Regions from separate parts of the Drosophila melanogaster genome. Here region 2 is linked to region 1. The links are chromatin contacts, called in public Hi-C maps. All regions are on one chromosome and are shown on one strand. The core of a region is the stretch at or near the end of the contact, and the rest is flanking DNA. Distances in the headings are between cores, read along the strand shown. Region 1 overlaps sima (similar). Region 2 holds the start of tmod (tropomodulin).

Region 1 (7,641 bases), core at 4,630-7,129:
CGATCGATTAGTGGGGTCCTATCTCATATTTAAATATGTCATAATAGAAGATTATGTTCAACAACTAAGTAGTTTGCTTCGATTTATTCAATTTATTTACTTACAGTAAAAGAAAACGGGAATACTGTTTTTAATAGATACTTAAGCCATTATTAGACAGGCGGCAGACTGACAATAGATCATATTGTACTGTGACTTTGTCGGCTGATATGATGGACTTTTGATGATTGCGACTCCTCCGTTGACAGGCGGTACTTAGGGTTTGTTAACAAAAAAGTTTGATATTTTCGCGTTGTTACCGGGCAGATTTTCCCAAGTGAACCACCTGACGTGTTCAGGTCTTTTTTCATCCCAGCGGATCAATAAAGCAGCGTTGGCAAATTTTGAACAAAATGCCAGGAAATAAATGTACATACGTGCTGAAATGGGCGTCACCCGTGGATTATACAAGTTCGCCCACTATATCGATAATAAAGAAAATATTAAGAGCCACGAGTTATGTTCTTGCATGCGGCTACTCAAGAGATTTTCTTGGCAGACTACAGTTTTTCCGCAGTCCCGCGGGAGGGCCATCCGTCTTTTCTTAGAATTTCCCGCAATATACTCGTATTGGCATAAAGATAGTGTCAGTCGTGTGTGTGAGGTCAGTGCTCTGTCGTCCTACAAGTGTGTACGATCGATTTGCCTGCTTGGTTGCCGATTAAAACACGTCGCCAATGTAGACGAGTCGATACCCAGGGTTTAAATGGGACTTACTCATCCAGCGAAGACAACTAACTCTGCAGAGTCGCTAATTGCCAAATCATCGGTGTTTTGTCAATCCCCTGGCGAAATATTCCAAAAGACCACCACCACGAAAATTGGTGCCAAGGCAACTTAGCCACTTTTTATCAGTGGAACGTGTGACTGCCGGCTATTCTCGGAATCCGAAACAGACGTTATAAACTATCTAAGTCCCCGGGCTCTTCTGCCAGCTCGGAATGCACAGGTATCCATCCCAAGGGAGGTCGTCTCTGTATGTCAGGATCCTCTAGGCAATATTGGATTTATTTCGAATGTTTTTTAAGACTCTGTAGATGAGGAATGCGTAGAAATTCCTTATCAGCATCGTTGAAAAGAAAAATACTTTTACAAAGTCGCGACATTGAGATTCTTTTCAGATATGAGGCTTTATTAGAATTGAATATAATTTATTGTTCTGCAGTAGTATTTTGATTACCAGCATTTACTTTGATCTTCATCTTTATTTATTTATTTGTTATTAGTTAGTGTTTTTCGAAAAGACGGCTAGGAATAGCTGCCGAGAACTTTGGCGCCGTGTCGATCGACTTTTGTTTTTTCGCTCGACCTGGCAACAAACGCGAAAATTACAAGCGTTTTGCTTAATTGAAAAATTGCGAGCTCTGGCCGCGTGAATTGAATCAGAAGCAATCAAACGGGTATAAAAGTGCAGCCATGCAAATGCACGCATATTTCAGGCAGCCTCCCCCGTGCTAGATCCCCCCTTTTCCCACTGATCATTGGCGTACGTGCTCGTTTTGAGCTTATGCTAATTTTCCATCCGATCGATCTTTGCAGGAACAATGAAAAACGCAAGGAAAAGTCTCGCGATGCGGCTAGATGTCGTCGCTCCAAGGAGACAGAGATATTCATGGAACTCTCGGCTGCTTTGCCATTGAAAACCGACGATGTCAACCAACTGGACAAGGCCTCCGTGATGAGGATCACCATCGCTTTCCTCAAGATTCGCGAAATGCTGCAGTTCGGTGAGTTTCCCTTAGGATGTGAAATCTTTGTTAGCACCATCTAATATATTACTTATTTCAGTGCCCAGCTTGCGCGACTGCAATGATGACATCAAGCAGGACATTGAAACTGCAGAGGATCAGCAGGAAGTCAAGCCCAAGCTGGAAGTGGGCACTGAGGATTGGCTCAACGGAGCTGAGGCCAGAGAGCTCCTCAAACAGACCATGGACGGATTCCTGTTGGTCTTGTCCCACGAGGGAGACATCACCTACGTGTCCGAAAACGTAGTCGAGTATCTGGGCATCACCAAGGTAAATGTATCCAAATACTTCATTGAAGAAGATTCTAACTTGCTCTCAACTTTGCGCAGATTGACACACTTGGCCAACAGATCTGGGAGTACTCGCACCAGTGCGATCACGCCGAGATCAAGGAGGCTCTCAGCCTAAAGCGTGAACTTGCCCAGAAGGTCAAGGATGAGCCGCAGCAGAACTCTGGAGTGAGCACCCATCACCGGGATCTGTTTGTGCGCTTGAAGTGCACCTTGACCAGTCGTGGACGAAGCATCAACATCAAGAGCGCTTCGTATAAGGTGAGCTAAATGAGTTTGAGACACCATAGCACCAACTAACCCATGCCTTATTGGGGTTTTCAGGTCATTCACATCACGGGACACTTGGTGGTCAATGCAAAGGGCGAACGTCTGCTGATGGCCATTGGCCGACCAATTCCGCATCCTTCGAACATTGAGATTCCGTTGGGAACTAGCACCTTCCTTACCAAACACTCCCTGGATATGCGTTTCACCTATGTGGATGACAAGTGAGATACATACAGAATTAAAGACGCAAATCCCATTTTAAAAACCATAACTGCTTAGGTTTCTTTTTGAGGGATTGACTAATTGCTCTGCCAAAAGTGGCACTTAACTATCATTTACTTACTCATAATGAACAAGCACAAATTAATAGATTACGTAAACATATTAAGCAGCCTAGAAAAGCATCAAAATGGGAACCCGTCTAGAGGATAGTAACATTAATTCTCATTTGTTCCCTGCTTTGATTTCAGGATGCATGACTTACTGGGATATTCGCCCAAGGATCTACTTGACACCTCTTTGTTTTCGTGCCAGCATGGAGCAGATTCCGAACGCCTGATGGCCACCTTCAAGAGCGGTAAGTGGCATCGTCCAACTCCGAAAACTCGCGACTCATTAAAACAAACTACAGCTAACTAATGCTAAACTAATTACTTTAATGTGCAAATTAAAACGCGTTCGTCGTTAGTTGGTGGGTTGCAATGGACGCGGAGGACAGGAAGGAAGCCGGAAGAGTCCGGCACATCAAAACAAAGTTGTCACTCGTCCGGCGGCGTTACCTGTCCTGTGCTCTGCTCCGCATCCTGACTCCTAGAATCCCAAGCAGTTCCTGTTCACGTCCAGCAGTTGCCATAGCTTATTGCATTTAATTAGTTGTAGCACCTTCCTCTTGTCTGCCCCTTTTCCACTTTTTTGCAACACAAAGACCATTAGTCGTTGGCTTGACTTGGCTCTGCTTTAATTTCACTTTAGTTGCTAATTAGCTTTTGCGAAAGTAAACGAATTGGTCAGGCAGCGAGACAGCTGAAATCTCTGTATCTATCGCTATCTGCACTTTCATATCTCCTCTATCTCTTCATTTCAACGAGTTTTTTGCTGATTCAATTATGTTAGATTTTGTTTTTTTGTTTATTTATTCGCCATTTCATATCGTATGCCTGAGCTAGTAAATCTGTATAATCCAGCTACGTCTTATTGCTTCACTATCAGCAATGCCACAAGAGAAATATTCCCACCCATCTTGCTTAGAAATGGAAGACGCGCCAAAGCCACCAGCTCATTTGCAATCAATTTTCATAAGCCAAAGTATCGTTACCGCGTCGAAATATCCAAACAGATCGATAGATAAATGGCCTGACCATAGAGAGCAAATATTTTTTGTATCTTCACTTTTCTCTATACAAAAAAGAATTTATATTTATTTGCTAAGGAATTATGCCAGTGGCACTTAACAATACGAAAATAGTGATATATATTGGCTAGATAACTAGCAACTTTGAAGTAAGTTTCTTTGTAATTTCTTTGTAATTTATGAATGTCATGCGAGAGAGAGAGAGAGGAGTCAATTCGATATTAAATGACCTCTTATTTCTTTCCGTGCAATGAAGTCCCACATCTTCGATTGCAGAGTGTGAGTGGGAAAGTGTTTGCTGCAAGCATTTTTTCTTAATTTCTCCCCAGCTCATCGGGTGCGGCTTCTTGTTATTGTTTGCTTATTTGTTGCTCTTAATGGCCGCGTCATGTCGTCTACATTGGCCAAATAATGTTGCCACTGCCGATGGAGCGGCGATGGAGCTACGATGGTGCTCCTTGGCTGGCTGCACTTAAAATGCCAACGCTGGGCAATAAAAAGTCTTCTGCTGACCATTGTTCGGGGTACAATGTACCCAAAAGTGCCCAAAAGAGCGCATCCTTGCAGCCAAGGAACAGAAAATTGTCACTGCACTACAATTGGAATTATTATTGGCTGCGATGACTTTGGCTTCTTGGCCGGACATTCGCCCGCTCCTGGTTTTCGTGTAGACACGTTCTGCGCGAAATGACTTTCGGTTTTATGATGCGACGTATCCATTTGACCAGGACGCTCGAGTCCTAGGATGCAGCTGGCGATCCCGAGTTCTGTGTGCATCTCGCATATCGTTAGCAAAACTTGCCAGCAAGTTGTAAAAATGTCTTCGAAAGTCGTAAAAGTATTTCATACATTTTTGTTTTTATTAAGTTGCTTTCGCCGCTCTGATGGAAGTTTCCTTTTTCCCGCTTTTCCAAAAAGTTTCCGTTCGCGAAAGCTTGCCCGCAATATTATTGTTTATGAGTGCTGTCCGTTTTTATTTCCATTTGATTTTCATCAAGTTTACATGGCTTTGTAATAAGGGGGTCAGCTGGTGCAGTGCATCCTTAAAAGCTTCAACCATCCTCCCCTTTTATTCCCTTAAAATTCGAGCATGATGATGGTGATGGAAGGTACAGTGGAATTACCAAAGGATGGTCTGCTATAAAATGCACTTACGTATCAATCGGAAAATGAATGTCAAATAACTGTTGCATACTCTTAGACACCTTTAGGGGAAGTATCAAGTACCTTCGTTACTTTTAGGCTCCCTTAAGTTTCATCCGATTTCAAGTTGGAGGAGTACTTCTCCCCAATCCTAGCCGATTCCTCCCGCTTTCATGCTGTGCATGTGGGTTGTGTTCGCATGCAGCTGGCGCAGCTCGCAAAATACTAAACGTCATGTGACAAACAGTTCAATAAAGTACAAAATGTGCGGAAAATCGCAAATGTCATGCGGGAAAATCTCGCATCGGGCAGTGTTTGCCGTTCGGATGTGTGTGTGTGTGTGTGTGTGTAGTGGAATGGAAATGGAAATGGGAAATTGCGCTCGAGCATTTCCATGCTGCAAATAAAGACGACAATTTGGCCGCGAGGCGAAAAATTATGAAACGAGCGGGTGGAAAGCGAGGGAAATGTTCGAGGAAAGTGGCAGTGGATCGAAGGGGGCAAAAGTAAACTTAACGTGCCAGATAAATATCCTCTGACAGACAGACAGCGAAGAGATAAAGCCAGCATCGCTTTGGATTTTTAGGGATGAAGGTGGAGTTGGAGATGGAGATGGAGATGGAAGTGCGGGTGAAGTATAGCAGCTCCTCCAGCGAGTGTTGCAATAAATTTTGGAAAGCAACAAAAAACAATACCGAAAAGTGGCTTTGGCAGATTTGGCGCTGCGTGTGAAAAGTTCCCCTTCGGAAAATGCATTTTCCACTGGCGCTGCATTCTGGGGGCATTGCCGCGGCATTTGCCAGACATTCAACTTTCAACTCTTGCCACAAGCCAGTTGCTAGTTTCCCGCTGTTTGTTTCTGTTTAAGTTTCCTTTTTTTAGTTTCTGTTTCCTTCCCAGCTTTTCCGAGAGGGCAGCTGACAGTTGTGCTGGCGCGAGTGTTGTGGGTTGAAAGGGCGTGTGATCCTGGCCAGGCACGTACCAATGGGGCGTGGCACCAAGTGTTGCATACTTTTCGGTGATGGCCTACGCGAGGTGACTTTAAACCGCTGCAAACGTGTAGCCCAAGATACAGAAGAAGAGGAATCATTAAGACTCAAAGTTCTATAGACCGTTGGCTGAAAACGAAGCAAGGAATTATTGTATTCAAGTTGAGTGTAATACCTTTACTCAGACTTGACTGCGTGGATTTCAAGTGCAAGTCGGGCTAGGGAACTTTATTTTCATTTGCTCCCACGCCCGCACGAGTTGTGTAATCAACATAACAAGCAACTGCCAGTTTACGAGTCTGTTAATGTCTCACACACTCCGGAGACTCCCAGCCAGACGAGCTTCCTGGCCATGTCCCGTAGTCGTCGGCGCTATATAAACTATACGTCTGAGCCCCGCGAATGCTTCCTGCCAAAAGTGTCGATGATGCTGACGCTTAGCGCTGCTGCCAAGTCGTTGCACTCATCAGAGCAGCCGAATTCTCCGTTTTCGGGGGGAGTGGAAACCATGCCCTGCTCCAAAACGGTTTCACACAAAAGTTTATTTATCTTGTTGGGGCTAACAGTGCACAGTGGTCTGGGAAAATGTTCCATCGGAATGGGTCTGTGGGGCATTTGAACTCCAAATTGTTGCATACTTTAAAACACTTTTGTAGATAATTTTGGAATCTTATGAAGCCATTTGAATATTTGTATTTTATATGTTTTCGAAAGCGTTTATCCCACTGTGGCTCGACCGCTTTATGTTAATGCACTTAAATTTGGCTCGCGGCATAAGTGGGCGTCGGGGCGTGGCTGGGCACGGGTTGTTGCAGCTGCCGTCGAGGCAGCCGCATTTTATTACATGCATAATTTCGCCAGGGGATCCTCGCTGGTCCGCCTCGGTCCACTCGGCCCCTGGGCGGGGGAACCACGGAACTTCGTTCCCCACTCCTGGATAATCCACATCTATTCCCAACTTCGTCTCCATCAGCGTCCCGCTGCTCGTCTCTTATTTATTCGTCTGCATCGTCTGGGCCATGAAAGCGCCAAACTAATGCCGTCGAAACTAATGGTCCAATTCGAGTGGCTCGTCGGCATCCTCATTTCGGCAGCTACGGCAGCGACTCATGCTGCCATGTCCTGCTCTGTAATCCTGCGTCGCCTTGCCTCGCCTCGCAAGGATTGTAAAATTTTCCAGTTAATTTTAGCGTCCTCAGCGCGTCGCTTGCATTTGACAAATTAAAATTGCATGAGCGGAAATGCGGCTTTAAGTTGCGCCGGATGTGGCTGACTGACTTGGCTGCAACAGGAACTGACTGCTTCCTGTGCGCGCTGCCAACTAAATTACTTTTCCAGCTGAACTTTTTCCACTTTTCGTCCATCAATTTGCCAACAGGTGGGTCACAGCTCAGCTCGGAAGTCCATCATCTCTTTATTACATAGGCTTAAGGTCGCAACAAAGGGGCTTTAAGACTTTCCAAGTGTAATCTTAGACTTTGGTAATAATTTTTGAGTAAATTCATTCCAAATACATTCCATAATTAATGTTTGGCAACTGATGAAACCTAAAACCATTAGCGTATTTATATCCAAGCGTCGGTTAAATGGCGCTGGTTAAGGTTCCTTTCTGGCCAAATTATCTGCCCGGGTCCTTGGACCCTTATGCCTCGACTAATGTTAATGAACTGCGATGGTGGCGTTGCCTCCCAGGTGGACGCACGCTCCTCTTACCTGTTGATTTATGGCATCCTCCATCCCGCGCCGCTTAATTTGCGAGAGTTTATTAAATATGCCGGAGCTGCAACTCCTCTACGTGAGTGCCGCGCTGC
Region 2 (6,922 bases), core at 3,685-6,184, 460 kb after region 1:
ATTAATGTTCCACCCAAAAAAGAAAACTCATCAATCTGCGGCCAGCTGCTCGACAAAACTTTTTCCCCAAATGAAGTCAAATCGAACTTCGGACGAATGCGAATCCGAACTGAAAATAACCGAACCAGAGCAGCAGAGCATTGGTTTTCAAATTAAAAGAGCCAGCCGAGTGTGAAGCGAAAGTTTGCAGCAAACGGAAACGAAATTGAAAACTGTTGCATACTTCGGGGCGGAGTAGGACCTCAAAAAGGAGGCCTAGACCTAGCACCATCCCCTGGACCACACAGAAAAGCCGCACTGGGCGAAAAATGATTTCCGTTCATAAATCATCATAATGGCGAAGCAGGACCCGGCACATGTATGTCTGGCCAGAAAAACAGGACCAGAACCAAATGAAGATGAAACCATTTGACCAGCCCACAACGGTGGGTTTTCCCGAGGGCCGAGTGGGGCAAGGCCTGCGGAAAAGTGCGCCCGTGCGCGTTTGTCCGTCACGCACACAGAGAAGAAGAGGCAACGCAACCAGCAAATCGATTGGGACAAAGTTGTCGACTGAAAGATGTTCAGTAACTGCAATATTGAATATTTACCTTTAAAGTATATTGTTATTGTTATATTGTTTCTTAATATTAATATCACACACCTAATTCTTATAATAAACATTTTGATAATCAGATTAAAGCTATTTTATTTCAGAAACAGTATACAATTTTAAGTTTATGGAGGCCTTTCGTTCCTGACAGTCAATATACCCTACTATCTCAGTGCCAACGTATGCTCACACACACACACGTGTTCTGTGCGTGTGACGTCAACAAATGGAGCTGGAACGAAATGAAACGTTTTAATTAGACAAAAGAGCAAGGCAACTATTTATTTCCATTTCTGCTTCGACTGTTCACTGTCCACAGCCCGCAGCTAGCTGCAGATACAGTTCCGACTACTGGCACAGATACAAATGCGGAATACTTAGCAAATATTCCAGTCCAACCCACTCTTTTAGCTTGCGGCATGCAGTTGATGATAAACCTTCTTGGCCAGAATAGTTGCAGCTCGCCCCCAGTACCACTCTTTTGAGAGAAGCCACTCTAAGCTTTTTTTCAACTGGAAGAAATGATATCGATATCTAAGGCTATATCCAAGTAAATACAAATTTTTATGCAGGCCTAGATCTATATGCTAAAAACCAAAGCAAATGTTATAGAATTTGAACATAGCTGTCAAGATATAAGCCATCTAATGTTTGGTTTTTTACAGTGTTCTTTTGCGGTGAGTGTTGAGACCCACTTGGATTCCGATAAGCGAACATTTTCCGCAGCATGCTTGCCAGGGCAAACATTGGCAATGGCCAAAGAATTGCTGGGAAATTGCTCATTCGCCGGGTGTGCGGGGCCAGAGATTCTTCGCCATTGCAGATTTATGCATGCCAGTAGTAGTAGTAGAAGTAGTTGGAGTAGTTGGCTACCAGATTAGAGACATTCCATTGCTTCCAGCCAAGCTGCACCTAAAAGTATGCTGTGCGAATCCCTACTGTTTGCAGTTTCCGCTTTAGTTTCCCCTGAATTGCATTCCCAACCCAGCCCATTACCAATCCATATCCAACTATCCGGGTGTTTGTCTTTTTCTACACTTTCCGGCTGCTGCTGCTAACTGCATTTCGCTTCAGTTAAAAGGAAAATCGCAAGTCAAACAAGTCGAGTGCTGGCGAATCTGAACCTTACATCGGTCGATTGCCAGCTGCTGTTCCCCGATTTCCCGCAATTTCCCAACCAGCCCTCCAACAGCTCAATTAATGGACGGCAGGCAATGAAAATTCTCCAGAAGTTGACAGAAATCGTTTTTGGGCCTTCCGCTTCTGCATGTCGAGACTGAAACTTTCTTCATTTCCCAGAATCATCTACACATGAATCTTGGCAAGGCATTTCCCTTGGTTTTATTTTCCCTCTAGGTCAGCGAGAGTCAACGACACTTGGCAAGCGGGCCGCATTCAAAGAAAACTCGTGATATAGGGAGGGAAAAGCTCGGAATGGGAGGAGTACACAAAGAAAAATATATTCAAAATCGGCAATCAATTTAATACAGCAAACTGCAGACTTGAATTTGCGCTGTGCTATTTGAAATTTATATTTTACAGTTCCAGAGAACCTATGACTCTCATATAATCTAATAACATTTTGAGATATTCCTTTTCTCTTTGTGCTAAAAACAGGCAACGTTAGCTTGTTGGATTATAATAAAAAGCACTTCATTTACTTTGTGCAATTTACAACTGTGAAATAAACAGGGAAACGCCAAGGCCAAGGAGCTCTGAAAAGTGGCTGGGAAAAGGCAATGTGGAGAGGTTCCTGTATATATGGCCGGAAAAAAAGGAAGTGCGGTCACGCCTCGGCTGCACATGTCACCCCTTTGTATCTTGTATCTTTCTGTATGTCTTTGCCGTCACCGCTTTGTTTTATTACCAGTTTGCCTCCATTCAGAGCAGTTCATCTCCATCCAGTTTGTTTTTCCTCGCCTCTGCTTGCCCTATAATTTATTTATGCATGTATTTTATTAAAGATTTCCATGGCGTCGTTCCGTTCTCATTCTCGTTGTCGTTATCGCCGCTGTCGTCATAGCAGGCCATCCCCAGTCACTTGTTGACAAAGAAATTACTTATTAATCATATTTGAGCGCTGATTTCTCGTCGCCAAAGGATCACGAGCAGCTGTGATGGGGAGCACATGTGCGTGCATCCACAGAGGGCTCCAAAAATATAGCACTTAAAACATATTCGAATAAAATGCATTAAAAGTGTGTTATAGCAAGTAAGTTAAGTATAACATAAACCGCATCTCAAAATGAAATCATACAGATATATCATTGCATATGACTGATTAATCATTATCCTTATTTACCTTAAAACCCATCCTATTTGCCTAACCCCCGCTGTTCGTGTGTGGGTGTCTGAGTGGCTTTTGATGTGTGTTATCTCATGTTATCCTTTGGCTTCCTCTGCCGTGGCTTGTCTGTCATCAGTGTGGTTTTCCACATCCAAACACACAGATGCAGAACAGGACCGTCGAGAGGGGAATACGAAGGAGTTTGCTGCTCTATTTCGTGGCTCTATTCATTACCCAGCGCCCGCAACTCCGCCCTGCCCCTGATCCCATGCCACATAATTGCATTTGCTCATCAGAGACACATCCATTGGATGTATCTATATTCAGGCATTTGTCCCGCATCATGTCGCTGCGTTTGCCGAGCTGAAAAGACATTTTCGAGAATTAATTTTAGAATATTCCGTCTTGCGTGTGCTTGGCGCTTTGTTTACACAGCGCTGCGGGGAAAACCGGGGGTCCGTTCGAAACACTTGTCTTTCATATATCTTGTGCAGTCCGCGATGCGATACAGGAAGTCCGCACATCGCTGTCAAAACTAAAGCCCCCAAATGCCAGCAATTGAAAGCGTTCGCTAATCAAAAATCTAAATCGGAATCAGCACAAAATCAGAAATCGGACAGAAGGCAGAAGGTGAAATCACTTGAGATGGGCATCTTCCGACAGATGCCCCTGCCACAAGGCACCCTGTACAGGCCCCGCTGGCTGTGATGCACTGCCTCCACTCGCACATCGAACGCTGGCCACGGCAAAGGAAAAAGGGAAAAAAACGAACGGAAAATAAAGGAAAAAAAAAGAAAAGCGCATGAAAAAGGAAAAGACGGCGTCAAATGCCGCCCGGCCAAATGGCCAGCCGGATCAGCCCAATGTATTCCACCCGATTCAGAGTTGTTTGCCCACAGAGGGTATCGATGAGATGTCTGGGCTTATTGGAAAAAAAATGTTGGAAAAAGGGAAATGCAACACGGGCTTATGGGGATAGTAAGTCCCTCTGATAGAGTGGACAAATTGGTTTGTAAATTAATTTTAAAATCTATCTAAATTCAAGTTTATAAGATATTTTTACTTCTTGAATAAACATTCTATAATTCTTATTGTAAAACTCTATTCTTACTATCAAAATCTCTTTTTTAGGTATTCCAAAGTCGGAAGATATCACTATCTTCATCCTTGGCTGCCTCTTTTTTCTGTCTATTGTTAAATCCACCCAAAATAGCTCCACGCACATTGACGAGAAGAGTGCGTGGGTCTTTGACGGGGAGTATGGAGAGTAGGGGGTATGCGGAGTAAGGGGAGTACAGACCATATGAGATGGCGAATGAGGAGTGTTGGCACTTCACGGCGGAGTTTCACATTCTGACGGGCCTCAGACGTCCGGCAGCCGCACTAATTGCATTCGCCTGGTCAAACGAAGAAATTGCAACAGGCGGACAATTAGCGAGCGAACTCATTCGCATTCAAATTTCACATTTGCTCAAAGAAAGAACAGAAATACTGCACTCAGAAAAATGGTTAACTCACTTCTTACTTCATTGCAGATATTTTGATATTTTATAGAACTCTGGAGTTCAATTTCGGAAGGATTAGGATACATGTGGGATCACAGCCTTGTACTTTTACTTTTTAACATACGAAATATTGTCAGATAGTTTCCTCTTTTTACCAAATAAAGCTTTCTAAATGTAAATCCAATTTGGTAGGATTTTCTCTCAGTGTAGAGGCACACAGTGTAGAAAAGATCGGAACGAAGGCAACAAAAAACTTTTGAAACGCGACGAAGATCAACGTTCAAAATTGAGCAGACGTCAGCAGCGGCAGCAGATCGGCAGAGAACTGAGAGTGAGAGTGGAGGAGAGAGTGTGGAGAATTGCTGGCGCTCTCCCGAGCGCTGGGGGTCTCGGGCCGTCCCGCTCGCACCTGCGGCTAACACATTGGGGGCCTCTGCCCCACTAGACCCTCCGGAACTCAGACCGTCTCGCTCTGCTCTCCGGCGTCGGTTCCGGTGGCAGACGGCAGAAGATTCTAACTAGAAGAATTAGAAGAAGCTAGGACGGAGGCAGCAAGTAGAAGACCCGTGATCGTGTAATTCGCCTCGTGTGCGTTCCGTTGTTCCGTAATTATTCCGGATTTGTTTTCGAAACAGGCTGAAGTGATGTGATGGGATTTCGATAGCTCCATCTTTCAACTTGTTTCGCTTTATCCGCCTTTTGTCACCACGGCTCTACGTTATTCCGTTGTCCCATTGTTCCGTTCTTCCGTAGTCCCATTGTTCCGTAATTCTCCGTTCTCCGTTGTTGTCGCGCCTTTCGTGGCCGCTGGTCGACGTTACGTTTTTACAGTTCGATAATCGAGCACTTCCCGAGAGGATCGAAGGCTCCAGGCATCTGCGTAAACCACGAAGGATCTACAGTACCTCTAAATATACCGCCCTTAGGTCGAAAACAAGTTACTAAAAAACCAGCGCGCCGTGAAATTCCTCTTGTTTATATAATAACCAGCGGCTGCCAAAAGCCCAGCGGAATATACAAAAAATATTCATTTTTCTAGCTCTGGTCGTTTGTATTTTTCAGGCTAAAAGAAAGAAAATAAGAAAGAAGAAAACCCAAGCAATTCTGCGTGTTATGTGTTATCGTTGTGATCAGTGATCCAGTGATCAAGTGAAAGTGAACACAAGAACGTGAGAGAAAGCCAAGTGAATCAGCTCGACTCCAATCGAAAAGGATATAAATCAGAGACAATGTCGGACATTGAGGATGTTTTCGGTGGCTCCGCCGAGGAGACCAAGCCCGAACCCGATGCCCAGAGCAAAACCAGCGTGGTCACCGAGCACACCGAGGAGGTGATTCCCGGCGAGACCGAGAAAATGGTAACGGAGACCATCGATGAGGATGGCGATGTCGTGGAGGAAACCACCGAAGTTACCCGCAAAACGGTGAAGCGCACCATGAAGATCACTGAGGTGAGTGAACTCTGACCCATGGATCCATCTAATAGCCGCCATTATCCATTAACTAACTTATTGTGCGTGTGCTGAGTACAAACATAATTCGAATAGCCATGAAAATCAATATGTATTCTGAATTTGAAAACCGTTCAAGAAGCTATAAAAATTCGGGAACTTGGGAAATTCTTAATGGAAACTATTTCCAAAAGCTTTAATGTTAAGTGCATATTCGCAATCAACTTAAAGAACAGTTCGTTAAAATTTATTAAGCATGGAAATTTTTATAAAAATATTTTCGATTCAAGTATTGTTTACCAAGCTTTTGGTGGGGGGATATATGCCGCAAAACAACATCTTGTTTTTGCATTGAATTTATATAAAAACATCGCATATTTTTGCGAAAGTAAATGACATTCCATTTTACATATTTCCGAAAATATTCTTACGGAACTACAAGTTTAAACCAAAGAATCCGCCCAAAACTGAATGATTTCCTCAATAGTTGGCCACCCCCGATCGTTTGGCTTATGAAAGACTATAAATCATTATTCTCATATTCTGAAGGGATCTTCTGCCGTACTGGTCTCCTCGCTTGTGAAATTGGCCAAAACATGGCGAACTCTGGCTATACATTATTTATACCAAGTGCCATTTCTCTATGTGCGTCTTAGCGAATTGTTTATACGGTCCCACGAATATTATAAATCTTCCCATACATTATACATCACACACACCGCGGCACAGATATAGACGGACATATAGGCGATTATATACACATATACATATGTATGTATATGTTCGGCCACACTTTCTATAGGCGACGTTGCCGGGGGAAAGCCAACAAAAAATACAAATTTTGCAGCTGTTTGATTTCGGCGCAAATTATCACAAAAGATTTCAAATGGCATGGCGTATAAAAAAAGCTGGGAATTAAATTATTATTAAGCAGAAATCACTTAAATACTCGATGCCGAGCTATGCCAAAAAATCCCCACACTCGAAGAGAAATGGCAAAAAAATTAAATGCAATAAATTCTGTGCCGCCAACAAATGCAGAGGCAAAAAAACAAGTATCAGACCAAAAAAAAAAAAAAACAAAAAA

What was found. Hi-C and Micro-C count contacts between places; a contact is called where the count stands out from the background.
Region 2: a contact with region 1 is called in a Hi-C map of the Kc167 cell line, with 1.7 times the contacts expected there. The contact joins the promoter of tmod here to the enhancer-like site in region 1. A contact is called at or near these places in 6 of 107 Hi-C or Micro-C datasets (the Kc167 cell line, the PNm cell line, the S2 cell line and 2 more).

What each region holds. Positions count from the first base shown.
Region 1 is chr3R:30,065,497-30,073,137 of dm6, forward strand. sima (similar) reads left to right here. Exons shown (of 12, transcript NM_079845.4): 2 at 1,579-1,766; 3 at 1,828-2,057; 4 at 2,117-2,338; 5 at 2,402-2,568; 6 at 2,818-2,924. Among named protein-coding and RNA genes, the nearest start is that of sima, 11 kb to the left of the region's middle. Within about 2 kb of position 5,880, at least 17 of the 39 cell types and tissues checked have an H3K27ac peak or open chromatin away from gene starts, as enhancers often do. A contact at or near this core is called in the Kc167 cell line and wing imaginal disc, where this site is marked.
Region 2 is chr3R:30,527,673-30,534,594 of dm6, forward strand. It overlaps tmod (tropomodulin), which reads left to right and starts at 4,935. Exons shown (of 8, transcript NM_170504.4): 1 at 4,935-4,972; 2 at 5,424-5,835. The coding sequence starts at 5,614. It overlaps lncRNA:CR45552 (long non-coding RNA:CR45552), which reads right to left and starts at 4,189. Exons shown (of 4, transcript NR_125296.1): 1 at 4,180-4,189; 2 at 2,895-3,242; 3 at 2,460-2,758; 4 at 608-824. lncRNA:CR45553 (long non-coding RNA:CR45553) reads left to right here and starts at 2,683. Exons shown (of 3, transcript NR_125298.1): 1 at 2,683-2,804; 2 at 3,315-3,887; 3 at 4,011-4,705.